Regions from separate parts of the Mus musculus genome. Here region 1 is linked to region 2. Evidence: chromatin contacts called from public HiChIP or PLAC-seq data. All regions are on one chromosome and are shown on one strand. Each heading gives the region's core, a stretch centred on a gene start, on an enhancer-like site or on the middle of the called end of the contact. The rest is flanking DNA. Distances are from core to core; before and after follow the strand shown.

Region 1 (6,882 bases), core at 2,836-5,335, 110 kb after region 2:
CGTTTACTTTTAACCGGGTCTTGGGCACGCTAGGCAAAGTGCTGTACCTCTGTGGATTATGTCCTGCCCTTGACATTTCCATTTCAAAGATAAAACCCTCAAGTAAAGAAAGAGTCACATAGCCAGGACAAAGACAGGTCTGTCGAACTCCCTGTGGCTTCAAAGTCCACCCTTGAAAACATCTCATTGGAGTTTGTGGAATACGGATTCTTTAAATTATAAAATAAGGGACGAGACTACACATGAGCACCAAAAGCTTGATTACCGGTGTTGTACAAAGGATTGAAAAGCTAACTGTTTTTAAAGAATTCGATCTGTCTCACGGACTGACCAGATGGCTCAGTGGATAAAGGCACTTGCTGCCAAACCTAATGACCTAAATTCAGTCCTAAGAGCTCACACGGATGAAGGAAAGAGCCGGCAATTCAAAGGTGCCCACTGACCTCAACATAACCTGCACACACAAAAGTAAGTAAATAAACAAACAAATGAAAAATTTAAAACTCTCTTGATCATATATGTGGGTTTTAAATTTTTATTATGTGTTCATTTGTTTTGGGCATTTCTACGCTTTGGTTCAGGTGTGGAGGTCAGAGGACAACTTTCAGGAATCTCTTTCCACCATATGGATTCTGAGGATCAAACTCAAATTGTCTGGCTCAGGAGCAAGGGCCTTTAACCCTCTAAGCCACCTTGCCAGCCCTTGATTAGCTATCTGTTAAGGAAATGTCTGGATACCTGTTTGGTGGGACTACAGAAAGCATGCTACCTGCATTTCAAGTACATATTTTTCTCATGCTCAGTAGTCATAAGAAGCCAGCTCCTTGGCAAAGGTAGAATGTGACTCACCTGAGGGCTTGGTTCCTGCCTGCTTTGGTGCCTCCCCTAACACACACACACACACACACACACACACACACACACACACACACACACACACATCTGCTCTTCAAGGAACATCACTTTTATATTAACTTTCTACTAAAATCAAATTTCAAATGATTAATAACTGAAACAAGAGACGGAACCTCTAAAGATCAGCAAAATGTATTTTTGATAAACATATTCAAAACCGACATCACTGGAATAAATACGCAACATTCAATTATTTTTTTTCACTTTCCCTCTTATTAAAGAAATGATGTCAAATCCCATTATCTTGTTTACCCAGGAGAAGAAATCCAGGAGCAATAACAGCTCAAATAAGCAAATTACAACTGTATCTAAGATCAAATTTCTGGGGAAAATGGGAGCACATTAAGATGTATGGCCTCACACAGGCTCATTTCCCCAGCCAGATGCCTTGATTGTGGTGCAGGCAAAAATCCATTCTGAAAGCAGGACCAATCCTAAAAACACAAAAGTGACAGAAGTGTCTCTCTGTGCCTGAAGTCACCCACCCAGGGGATTAAGGCAAAGAGCAGCATGGAGCACACAGCAATTCCTCTGATTTGTTGAAGGAATGAAAACTGAAGAAACTTTTCACAGAATGAGAAGCATGCAGGAGAAATTTTCAAAATGTCCGATTAAGTTTAGACAATATAGTTTCAATACCATTATAACGACAGTTGTCACCAGGGCTGGATGAAATTACAGAGTATAATCTGCTCCAGGCAAAAACCTCTCCTGGTAAGCAAGAAAAATATCTCTAAGCTCAGCTTTACCAAAGCAGGAGATTCAAACCCAAGCCTTTGGGGTGGTGTCATGTTTCCAATACAGTTGTAACATGACAAAATTCCCTGAGTTTCTGGGCTTCAAATCTACTACTGTTTTTAATTTAGTCCAGCATGACCCCACTCTTGATACTAAATCTGACCTGAAGTCACAGGGACAAGCCCGGAGCTTCTTTTTCCCACTGAAAGTAACACAAGTGCAACTTCAGTGAAACCAAACCTACACAGACCAGAGCTGTCTCAATAATACCCCAAACCCAGGGCATTCAGGCAGAATAAAATGACAGCCCCCTGGGACTGTGGGAGACATGCAGGCTCTATTTGGCTCTCTCCTAACCATTTACCAGCAAAGAAGAGGGTTCCAACATTTACACTGTTCATCTTTTTTCTTTAAGAATCAAGACTTGATCACAAACTCTGGCAGAACTTGGTTAAGAGCCTAAGTACCGATTTTATATCAAATACTTCATCTTCAATAGTATAGTTGGCCACTAATACCCACTTGTTATTTTTTTTTTCCTCTTCTCACATGGCATACAAGGGAAAGAGAGTCACATGTATCAAACACATATGAAATTCCTGCCCAGTGGAAATCTTAGCCACAAGAATGGTTCCTTATGAGAACACAATAAGAAAATATTTCAGAATTTTCCAAATTATATATATATATTGAAACCCTAACAGGGCTAATGAGATATCACAGAACCTTCGTCGCCGACTCTGATTTCCTTCTGTACCTTTAAGTGTTTCTTAACCGCTTAGAGGCAGACGGTACTTCAGAGGAAAGTCCCTCCAACACACCTGTTAGACAAACTGCTGGCCATTGGCCTGGCTGTGCCGCCCTGATAAGGGAAAAAACAGTCCAAAGCAGAGCAAACACTGATTCTCTGTTCTCCAGTCTCATGTCACATTAGCCGGGACACGCCCCAGAGTCCCTTACCCAAGAACTAGTTCTGTGCCTCAGTTTCCCAAACCACAAAGTATCAAGTATGATGCTATCCAAGTTCTATAATCAAAAATAATTATGCATAATCACTATAAAGTCTGCATCGGAATATCACTTTGAAATGCTACAACCTCTCCAAAAGGCATCTGCAATGTTCTCTTCCTTCAAACACTCCAAAGGAGTTAGCGCTACTATTCATCAAGATTAGACAAACACCTATTTGTTTTAACATTCACATAAAAACTCAAAATAGAGCTATGGAAAGCTTCCCAGGAAAGGTTATCAGAGCTTGAATTATCGTGTTCAAAGTGGTTTCCACAGAGCCTAACTAGGGCAAGCCTTTGATTTTGTTTGTGTTGTTGAGAATAGAATTTCATTTTACTGAGACAGCTTCAGGGTCTAGGAACACGAGAGGGCAAAGTACAGAAAAGCAGTGTGTCCGTTCTTTATAACTGTAATTCTTGACTGCTTGGTGCAGAATCGAGTGCTCAATCTCTACAACTTGGAGTGTGTAGAGGCTGGCACTTGAGCAGGGGTCAGGGAGTCAGATGCTAGCAAACACAGATGTTACCCTTCCCCTGGGCCCACCCAGCTGCAACCAATAGGCAGGCTCTGTGGGCTCCTAAAGTAGTCTCCCTTAGAAACCTAACTGGTGTCTGGGAAACCAGAGCTGGGTTTCCTGGGTGGTCTGAACACCCAGCGTTCACAGAGCTCACAGCAAGCGAGAACGCCTTCTCCACCTGTGACCCCTACCACCCACAACCGAGTATTCCAGAGAAACTCATGGCACAAGCGCACGGATTCCCACCCAATGCTAAAAGCCCCTCCCAAACAAGATGACCATAGATGCTTTTATAAACTCAGCAAACGTTTCCACAAGAAATAAATGTCCTGAACTTGAGACTGACCAGCAGTCTGGGGTACATCCCACACACACACCAAGCATATAGGTGAAGCTGGCCAGAAACACAGATGGGAAGAGGAGAACCAGGCTCTCGAGGTTCACCCTTCTCCAGCCGCCTGCCTCTGATTTCCATCGCTTGCAACTAGCTTTGGTTGAGCTCCGTCACCCTCTGCCCCCTCCCACCCCGCTTGCCCGAGAGGGTGAGGGGTGGCCGCTGCCTCCCGTTTGCGCTTCACAGCTGCTGCCTCCGACCCGGCAGCGCCATGCACTTGTTGCCATCCCCAGGTACCAGGAGGCGGCGCCCATTCCTCGGGCTGCCCAGCCGACAGAGTGCAGCCTTTCACCACCTCTGCAGACCCCTGCGTCCTCGGGGACCCTAGAGAAACTTTGTCCCCTGAGAACTCCGGTGGGCAAACTTCGCCCAGGGCTGCGGGGAGACAAGAGGGATGGCTCCCGTAATCCGCCTTTACCTGGAGCTGTGGCTCGGGAACGCCAGGAGCCCTGGCCAGGCGCTGTCCCCGAGGCCTGCCGAGGGCGACCCGCCGGCCAGCGTCGCCCGGAGCGGGGAAGCCGGTCCCCAGCTGCCCACGCCCCTCCGCTCCGCTGGCCGCACCGAGGGGCGGAGCCGCAGCTCCCCCCACCCCACCCCACCCCCGCTCGCCCGCCCGCCGCGCCCACAGCTGGGGCCACCCCCTGCGCCCCCTGGTCCCCGCCTGCCCACCTCTGGCCAGCCGGGCTCGTCGCCGCCTCATCACATGGCCGCGCCCGCCACCAGCTCCAGGAGGAAACCTGAAGCTGCTGCGGCTCCGCCGCCCCCTCCCTTCGCGGGGCGGCGGCCGGTCGCCTCGGCTTTCCTCCGGCGGCGGGCACGGAGCGGGACCTGCTGGGCCAGGGCAGGGTTGCACCCTAGCGGCGGCGGCGCCCGCTCGCCCCGGGGGCCTCCACGCCCTAGTGGCGCCGGAGGAAGGAGCTGGCCGGTCGGCTCCTAAAGGGAGCCGTGCCAGGCCAGAGGGAGGCTCGGGTTGTCCTCAGCTCAAAGCCACCACACCCGGGACATAATAGTGCCCGGGTCTGTTACAATAGGAAGTACTATTTTAAAACAGCCGACTCCCTCTAATTCATGAGGATGATGGAGGTTCCTCTGGCCCAAAGCTTTGCAGGCTCGATTCCCTATGCGTTTATGCAAACAGGTGCCTAAACGGCACCAACATTTGTTTGTTTGTTTTTGAGAAAGCCATAGCCACTTTTACAACACCTAACAATGTGAAAGGACCCCTTGGATCTTAAAGCACTGAGGCACTTAGCACTGAGTTGTCCCGAGTGAAAAGTCTCGCCATTGTACAGCTTACTATAAAATAAGCTTAAGATGATTATTCCAGCTTTAAAGATAAAATTAAGCGTCTACTTTTCTAAGTTCCTTTAATATTACCTTTATTTTTCTCAAGAAGACAGACCGACTACATGGACAGGAGAGATGTGTTGGCCCGTCCCAAACCATCACTGCCAGATGCCCTGGGCCACCCTCCTAACATACCTGTTTAACCAGAGCCTAAAGAATGGCAGGATGGCAAAAAAAAACCAAAAAAACAAAAAACAAATCAAACAAAAACAAAAAAACAAAACCCAGGGTCTGAGGTCTTTAGCCCTGTCTTAGGGCAAACGCTGCCCTTCCTTCTTTATAAAGGACCTGACATTGGCCTTGCAGTATTGACACTTGTATTCATATCCTCTGATGTCACACTGCAGAACCTTAGGTCCCAAAGAAGAGTGTTCTCCACTGAAGAACTACGAAGTCCCGAAGATAAAAAATAAAAGCAATAACACTTTTCTCGAACATCAATATTTTCAATGTGAAAAAGTCAACTGGAGATTGGCTGAATCAACACACCACACACAAGTAGTTTTCAAGCCTGTTAGCGGAAAAGTTTGTAAAAGAAGCCTTTGTTGATCCCTCTGTTGCTGTTGTTCTTTTGTTTCTTTTTCTTCTTCTTCTTCTTCTTCTTCTTCTTCTTCTTCTTCTTCTTCTTCTTTAGTTGATTCTGTCATATACAGCTTGAGAGAGGCAAGGAATTGTGGGAAGAGGAACAGGTATTGTAAGACATTAGCCCAAGGCTCTCTTCCACACGAAAAAGAAGCAAACGGAGGGAGACTGTCCCTAATGCTCTCAGCATGATTGTAGAGGACATGTAATCCCACCGGCTGCAGTTTTCTTGCTCTCTCTCAGGCACTGAGCGTGATCAATATTTAAATAAGTACTTGGCTTTCAACTTCTCTAGGTTCAAACTCTAAGCCACATGCTCCGCCAACCTTGAGAGAAGCAGTAACTGCCTGAGGCAGAAAGCTATCCCTGTGTAAATAGCCGTTTGCATCTGCTTGTCTATTCTGCAGATACAGGTCGCTCAGGACACACTGGGACTGAGCTAGGCTGGAAATGCATGTGTTTAAAATTCAAGCTCTCCTGTTCTTAGGTCACAGACCAGAAACATTCAGCCAGGAAGCTAGCAGGTGGGTAATTCCACTGGCATCGGCCCAGCTTTCCCATGAGTCCTCCGCAGTTTCCCAGTTCATCTGGAGGTCCAACCTCTATTCATCTTTAGCCTTTATTTGACACAGGTTCTTCCCTAAGTCCCTTCTCCACTGTTATGCCTTCTTCCACACTCTGACCTTTGTCTTATCACACAGCACAGCACCTGCCTATACTTGCTGTCATACGAAGGACTATTAAAATTCTTACTCTGTCTTCAATTTGCCCTTTCGAGGACAAAGACTGCTGCTTCCCTGGTGATCTCCAGTCCTGGCCCAGAGCACCTGGGGAATATTGCATGTTAGTTATTTTTTTTAAATCAGTGATGCAGTATGGGAACTGTCGGTCACTATTTGCAAACATTGGTGGGTTAAAATTAGTTCCAGTTCCACTACCACCTAATATTTCCTTACACTTTATTTCCTTTACTAATAATTTTGAGAGCATGTCTGGGAATAGGCCATGAGTCTAAAATGACCAACCAATACACTGTTCTTAGCATGTTTCATTGCCTAAAATGAAAACTTGCTATGGGAAGGTGGCCAGTTTGTCAGAGAACGGAGAGAACCCCAGAATTAGAAATAGGATGACCTTGGGCACGTCCAATCTCTCTAAGCCTTCATTTCTTTACCTGTAAAATGAGACTGGTGTCTGCAATCACCGTGAAAGAAAAAAGGCCTGACAGTGAATGCAGAATAAAATGGCAAGGACTCGTGAAATCGTGGTTAGCAATATTTTAGAGTACAGAATATTAGAACATTTCTTTTCTTAAAATATTTATTTAGTTTTTAATTGAGTGAATGTGTGCCGTATGGGGCTGGGGAGGGGGGTTGTC
Region 2 (7,095 bases), core at 359-2,858:
ACCAGCATCTGCTGTCACCTGAATTTTTAATCCTAGCCATTCTGACTGGAGTGAGGGGGAATCATCCCATAATCAGCTACCAAACGCAGACACCATTGCATATGCCTGTAAGATTTTGCTGAAAGGACCTTGATATAGCTCTCTTGTGAGGCTATGCCAGTGCCTGGCAAACACAGAACTGGATGCTCACAGTCAGCTATTGGATGGAACACAGGGCCCCCAATAGAGGAGCTAGAGAAAGTACCCAAGGAGCTGAAGGAATCTGCAACCCTATAGATGGAACAACAATATTAACTAACCAGTACCCCCAGAACTCATGTCTCTAGCTGCATGTGTAGCAGAAGAAGGCCTAGTCAGCCATCACTGGGAAGAGAGGCCCCTTGGTCTTGCAAACTTTATATGCCCCAGTACAGGGGAATGCCAGGGCCAAGAAGTGGGAGTGAGTGGGTAGGGGAGCAGGACAGGGGGAGGGTATAGGGGACTTTCGGGATAGCATTTGAAATGTAAATTAAGAAAATATCTAATAAAAAATAAAAACAAAAAAAGAAAGTGTTTCTTTATGTACTTTCTCATTTCATTCTACAGGAACAGCTATAAAGGACTGCTATGATCCTCATTTCTAAAGGAAAACACTGAAAAGATCAGTCTACCGACCAACCCCAAGACCCCAGCCGCCCTTTTCCTTTATCAGCAAATACCCAACTGCTTAGTAACGTGACTATAGTTTCCCATCTAAACCCCTTGATAAGAGGTTTCTAGTCTTAAAATCCATAGGCATATTCCACTCAACATTTATTTTAGACTCAGAATACAAAACTTCTCATCATGGAATCCATGGGTGGGGGTAGTGTTCCTTTATCTCCCTGATGCTCCATGTGACGTGGACATTTATGTAAGAATAATGAGTCAGAGACCCTTAGAAGGTAATAGAAGGTACACATGATCCAAACACGTTTAGAAACACTGAACTAAAGCATGTTTAAAGACATCTCATTTTTTTATATAGTATAAAATATCAGGATTATTTAAGCTTAGCACCCAACAAAATTAATGTCAACACAGATTGGCTAAAATGGAGCGAGATATGAGAATATCTTTTTTTTTTAATGAAGGCTGATTTATAGGCCAAAAACCTTACAAACCACCTTACAGCAGCTGCCTTTGGGGTAGGCATAATTTCCACCTTGAGAGAGGAGGAGATGGACAGAAATAAGCCAACTTTCAGCACGGAGGGACCTGGGGGAGGGGGTGAGCTGAAAGGTCCTTCTTTGGGACATCAGAGCTGGGTAGAAATGGTAAGGACCAAAGTGACAGACACCACCACACAGTGAAACAAGATGTACCTAAAGTTCCACGTGTAACAGAAATATTATGTAAAATAAAACTGAAATTTAAAAAGTAATTATTTATCAACAAAAATAATAACCATAAATTACAGGTGTATGTTATATCCAGGAAGTGAGCCATTATTCAAAGTTGTACGATAAACTCAGCACATCAGGAAAGATAAACATGCAAACCAAAAGATCATTATGACCTTCATTCCTAATGGACCGATGGGCCGCTCTATAACTGAAACGACCTTTGTTTCTCTAACAGCAAAAGCAAATAAAGACTCATTCAAGGTAGACTCTGTAAGACCACAGCAGTCCCTGCCCTACATCTCTCCCGCTCTGGAGCTGGGGATCCAACCCAAGGCCTCGTGAATACTAGATAAATGTTCTACCACAACCCGAGCAAGCTTTTACAAGCACCTCAGTTCGGTTAATTTCCAAATTATTAACATAAAGATTGCATAATAAGCACAGAGTCATTAGCTGTTGAACACAAATACCCGACCCTTACAGCAGATGGTATTGGGAAATACGCTGGGTTGTGTGTGAGAGAACAGAAATTATTATCTCCGCTCCCAGATGGACACAGCAGTACACACTTGTAAACCCAGTGCCCAGAAGGCTGAAGCAGGAGAATTGCTCTTAATTTGAGTCTAGCCTGTGTTGTGTAGTGAATTCAAAGCCAGGTTGGAATACATAGTGGGGGCGGGGGGTGGGGAGGGAGAGAGAGAGAGAGAGAGAGAGAGAGAGTCACCATTTCTATTTCTGTATTCTTTTTCTCTTGGTATCAAAATAATCAATCATATTAAATGCTGTTTAACAACTGGACACAGGAATCATAGGATGGGAATTCGGTTAGTAATTTTTTATCATGAGTCAGTCTAGAAAGATACAAAATGTCAATACTGGAGAAATCTAGTAATTGCCCTAGGACCGAGTACAGTCCAGCTGTCCAGCTAGCTCTACCCTGCCAGACACACCTAGTCCATGGACTCTTTCAGTATAAAAACCAAATGAAATGGGCCATGTGTTTAGAGGAAAGTGACAAAGATGCCAAAGCGATGCAAAAGGCATGTTGTCAGAGGAAAACAATTGGAGGAACTGGAGCTGTTTTGTCAAAGGAGCAGACTGGTGGGTAAACAGTCACACTGCAAATGCCTGAGGGTCCACCACACTGACAAGGGATCCGATGTGTCCTGCGGGCCCCTGGGGAGAACCCAGAACAATGAAGGGAAAGGCTAGGGACAGAGTTCAGCTCTGTGAGAGTATTGTGAGGACCAGAGATGAACAGAGCAGTCAGGCTTCGAAGAAGGGGAATAAACACTACCAGAGACAGGGTGTGTTTGTGGCTGTTGTTATTTTTCTGTTTGGCTTATCTGTGCACGCCACAAGTCAATGGTGCTAAACCATACCCAGTCCCGAGAGCCCAGCGCCCGTGCCATCTGCTGCAGGAGTATGAATTGTCTCCCCGGGAAGCAGCGAGCACCTTCTATCCCTATCCGTTCCTCCCGTGCTTTTTGTGTAATGCTTAACTCAGTCATGTTCAGTAGACTAGAGACTCTCAAACTGAAGTCAATGGAACCCTGAGGTTCTAAAGAAAGGATATTGGGAATTTACAAACACACCATTCACGTTTCATCATGGATATGCATTTTTTTTATTCATTTTAGAATTAAATCTTAAAGGACTGCTATTTGCTTTAGTGGGTTTTATTAACCAAATTATACGATCCTGGAGAGGCTCCAAACTGCCAGCCTCTGACGCATGTAATGAATTTAAACTCAAAGAATAAAACCATAATTGTAAATTCTTTTATGGTTCATATTTTGAACTTCCCTGTAGTGCTCTGGGAAAAATATTTCTCCTGTAAAGTTTCCATGTAATCTCTTTTGGGTCTTTAAGATCCCTCTGACTCTAAGTCCAGACCCTCTGCTTCCTAATGGAAGAAAACATGCTATCAGTGACAAAAGTCACCAACAGTCTAAGGAAATATTTCCCCATACCCTTTTTATAATTGGCTTAAATGCCTTGGTAGCTAACACACAGCAAAAATAGTTACCACACTATGAGGTTGCACACTTTGGAAGTCATTTTAGACCCACACAGACAAGCAACCACACGCTGTAATTATTTAACATCTGAGGACTGTGGGTTTATGCTAAATCAAATGCTGCCAGATGTTCAGGATAGGTCAGCTGACAGCTTTCTACATGCCAAACCTAAACCAAGATACAGAACACAAAGAGCCTTAAGACTTTGTAAACTGATCTGCCCCGGGCAAAGAATAGTGCTACAACCATCAGAAGTGTTCCTCCAGGGCAGACCCCTGTGCGCCACAGGAAGACCCTCCTAGGATGTATACCAGCAGGTAACTGTGCTCTTTGCCCCTCTTGAGATGCAGCTGAGCCAGATCACCTTCCTCTGCCCTCAGAACACATGTGCCAGGCTAGTCCTAAGAGCACTGAAGACCCTACCAATACCCAGCAAGATGAAGAATCCGGCTATTCTCAGCCACAGAACTGTAGATTTAGAAATTATAAAGCAAGAGTGCTTCTTTAGCATACACAAAGCCCTGGGTTCAGTCCCCAGCACAGAATGAGCCTGTAGCAGGGACCACAATTCCAGAGGAACATCAAAGTTCAAGGTCATAGCTTAAGGCCAACTTGGAATTCATGAGATCCTACCTCAGAAAAAGAGGGAAGGTGATGAGGCCTCTGGGCTGGGGCTCCCCACATGGACCCAGCTCTCTTCCCACAGCCAGACTACCCAGGCCGCCCCTGCCCTCCCACCCCCTTGGGCTTTTGCTTTTACTGGTTTGATTCACTGGAGCCTACTGGGAACGTGACCTCATATCCCTGCAGCTTTCGAGATCACGTGACAATCCTTTCCCCCAACATTCTCAAAACTGTGCCTTTCCCCAACTTGTGGGGAATGACACAGCTTCCTTCCCCTTACCAGGAATTCAGTGGGACTTGCTCCTCCCCTTTTCTCCACAGAAGAGGAGAGCGCTTGGGGCTTGGACCCCTTACCCCATTGCTGCTGAATGAACAGGGCCCTGACCCCTTGATTTGCACGCCAGGGGAGCCGGCTCCCCCCTTGAATGTACCAGACTCTGGGGGGAGGGTGTTCACTGGGCCCTGGGTTCTGGAGGAGGGGGGGGGGGAGGCGGTCACCAGCCACTCCAGGGGCAGGGACCATTCCTCATTTTCTGAAAGCACTTTAATGATTCCTCCCAACCTCCAGGGAATGGAGGAGGGACCCCATAGCCAAAACATTCCCCCCTTTCCTCCCCACTCCCACCCCTTCTAGCCTCTCCCCTTCCCTAGAAGGAGAGAGCTCAGAGCTCCCAGCCTTCATCCTCCCTTGCTTGCATCTGTATATAGTGTGAGCAGCAAGTAGCCCTTCTCCCTCCTGTATCCTTTCTCAATGTAGTGGCCTTGGATATATCCCCTTTGTTAATAAAGACAATTCAACCAGCTTCAAAAAAAAAAAAAAAAAAAAAAAAAGAAATTATAAAGCAAAGCTTATTTGGATCCAAATCTGCCAGGGATGGCAAATCTGCCAGTGACGGCAGTTTGGAAGTCAGAAGGAATAAGGGGGGAAGCAGGCTTCTGTGTGGGTGCCAACACATCAGGAACTGGGGGGGGGGGGCAAAGGAGGGATGCACCTCGCAATGTATCTTCTCCTGATGTTGGCAAGTGAAGGGACTTTTCCAAAGCCCTCCTTCCCAACTAGCCACACATCTTCACATTGCTAAGTCTGTCTTTCCATGCGCTAGACCTCAGGCAGGGGAAGAGGCCCTGCTGGAGAGGCTGGCCCCGCCAGGACAGCTTGTCTTATACTCCACAAAGCTCAGGCTGAGTGTGCCTGGCTGGGCCACTTAGGAGTTGCTTTGGACAGTCTTGTCTTCTGACCCTTGTTTGGTACGATCTTGTTTTCCTTTTGGCACTCTTGATCTCCCCGTCCCCTCCTCTCTCCCTCCCTCCCCTTCTCTCTCCTCAGGTCAACTGTTTGGGGCTCTAAGCCAGAAAGAAACAGACCTGCTACAGAGATGCCAGACCTTGGCTTCTCCAGAGGTGTCATCTGGCCAAAGTAAATTAAGGTCCACCCCTCGTGTATTCTTCAGCACAAGGTCCAGCAGTGTGAGTGTAACAACCGGAGCCACAGACAGAGAGAGCTAAATGAGAAAGGCCAGAGAGTGGAGCTAATCCTGTTAAGAATACCCCTCCCATTTCCTCAGTGATTGCCATGAACCGTACAGACACTGCAGGTAAGCGAATGGCTCAAGCGTCTCTCAAGCAGAGGCACTAAATGTCCTCATTCACCCATTTATATTAAAGATAAATATAGAGAATATGCTAGGTATTTTAGCTAAGACAAACAGCCTGCCTGCCCTCGTCAGACTTTTCTAGTGGGGAGGCACAGTTGTGCATCGGAGTACTCCAGAGCTGATGAAGGCAGGGATGGGTAAGGAGAGAGAAGCTTTGGATAGTAAGGAAGAGGCTCAATACAGTGTTATTTTAACAGAGACCTAGATAAAGTAAGGGACAGAGTCATGTGGGTATCCAAGAGCATATGAGGCAGAAGGGCCAGTAAGCACAAAGACCCTGAAGTAGCAAGGGTTGAGATGTGTGGGAAACATGAAGGAAGCCTGCTAACACATTACAGAGGGCGTAGGTGGTAAGGTCACAGACAAATAGAAGCCATCTGAAGGACTAGGCCAGTGAGTCCAATTTGGGTAGAAAATTATCAAGATCTGGCGTTGAAAAGATCATTCTGGTGGTTTTGTTGAAAATAAACTGCAATCAGGCAGGGGGGGGGGGGTTAAACCTAGGGAAGTCAGCGTGTCTGTCCAGGCAAGATCAGAGTATGCATCACCGCAGAGAACTGTCTCAGATACTGAGGCAGGCTCCTGCCACACTCTCTGTCATGAATGGCTGAGGCTGCTGTATTCTAGATCACGCTGGGTTTGGTTCTGCTTCTCAAGGATCACAGAGGCTCACACAGCTGCCACCAGGACAGACAGCAAGCAGCACTTCCTAGAAGCCAAGCAGGAGGTGGCTGCAGTGATCTGACGCTAGGGTGGGCTTAAACCATGGGGCTCTTCCTGCCGTCCTTGAAGGGAGATGGATGAGTAGACAAACAAAGGGAGTAACCCCTCCCTCCAGTGGGTTACGAGGAACCACTTACAGCATCCAATGATTAAATGGAGTCTGGGTCAGCATTTAAACTTAAACATGGGAATAGCTTTGAGTGTCCTCTCACTCTAACCGTGGCTAATGGGATTAAGAAGATTCAAATTTCTCTAATGTCAACTACAAACAATCAACAGGTACATACAACGTGAAAATGCTTACAAACCATTCCAGGACAGGTGCCTCTGATGACACCTACACATCGTCAGAGTCCCTGTTGTACAGACATTATTAAAGTAAACCCAGGTATAAAGGGTCATTAGACGTTGTTTCAATATCAAATATGAAAAGTGTTCAACTTCAATGCAAAAACAGTGTATTTGTTATCTGAAGATGCTTAGAGCCATTGCTAAGAAGGGCAATGGTCAGCATAGGAACCCTCTGTGCCCATCTTAATCTTAAAAGGCTATATTCTGTGTGCTTCAAATATCTGGTATTCTGGAAAAGTCAAAGTTATGGAAATGGGGAAAGATTAGTGGCTCCCAGGGTATAGTGAGCAGGGAAATGGTGAATAAGCAGGTCACTGTATTATTTTGTTTATTGCTATGCCAAAATTCCCAACTAAC

Evidence for each region. HiChIP or PLAC-seq counts read pairs in DNA pulled down with a chosen protein or histone mark.
Region 1: a contact with region 2 is called in an HNF4G HiChIP or PLAC-seq map of pancreatic cancer cells. The contact joins the promoter of Arhgef28 here to the enhancer-like site in region 2. A contact is called at or near these places in 4 of 39 promoter capture datasets (the 3T3-L1 cell line, macrophages, second pharyngeal arch cranial neural crest and 1 more), 2 of 484 Hi-C or Micro-C datasets (the N1E-115 cell line and nephron progenitors), 2 of 115 datasets of contacts at active chromatin or transcription factors (embryonic stem cells and pancreatic cancer cells) and 3 of 9 other capture datasets (adipose tissue, embryonic stem cells and pancreatic islet).

The regions. Positions count from the first base shown.
Region 1 is chr13:98,202,080-98,208,961 of GRCm38.p6, forward strand. It overlaps Arhgef28 (Rho guanine nucleotide exchange factor (GEF) 28), which reads right to left and starts at 4,086. Exons shown (of 36, transcript NM_012026.2): 1 at 3,994-4,086.
Region 2 is chr13:98,090,928-98,098,022 of GRCm38.p6, forward strand. All of the region lies in intron 2 of Arhgef28 (Rho guanine nucleotide exchange factor (GEF) 28), which reads right to left. Among named protein-coding and RNA genes, the nearest start is that of Gm34469, 77 kb to the right of the region's middle. Within about 2 kb of position 1,609, at least 20 of the 459 cell types and tissues checked have an H3K27ac peak or open chromatin away from gene starts, as enhancers often do. A contact at or near this core is called in adipose tissue and pancreatic cancer cells, where this site is marked.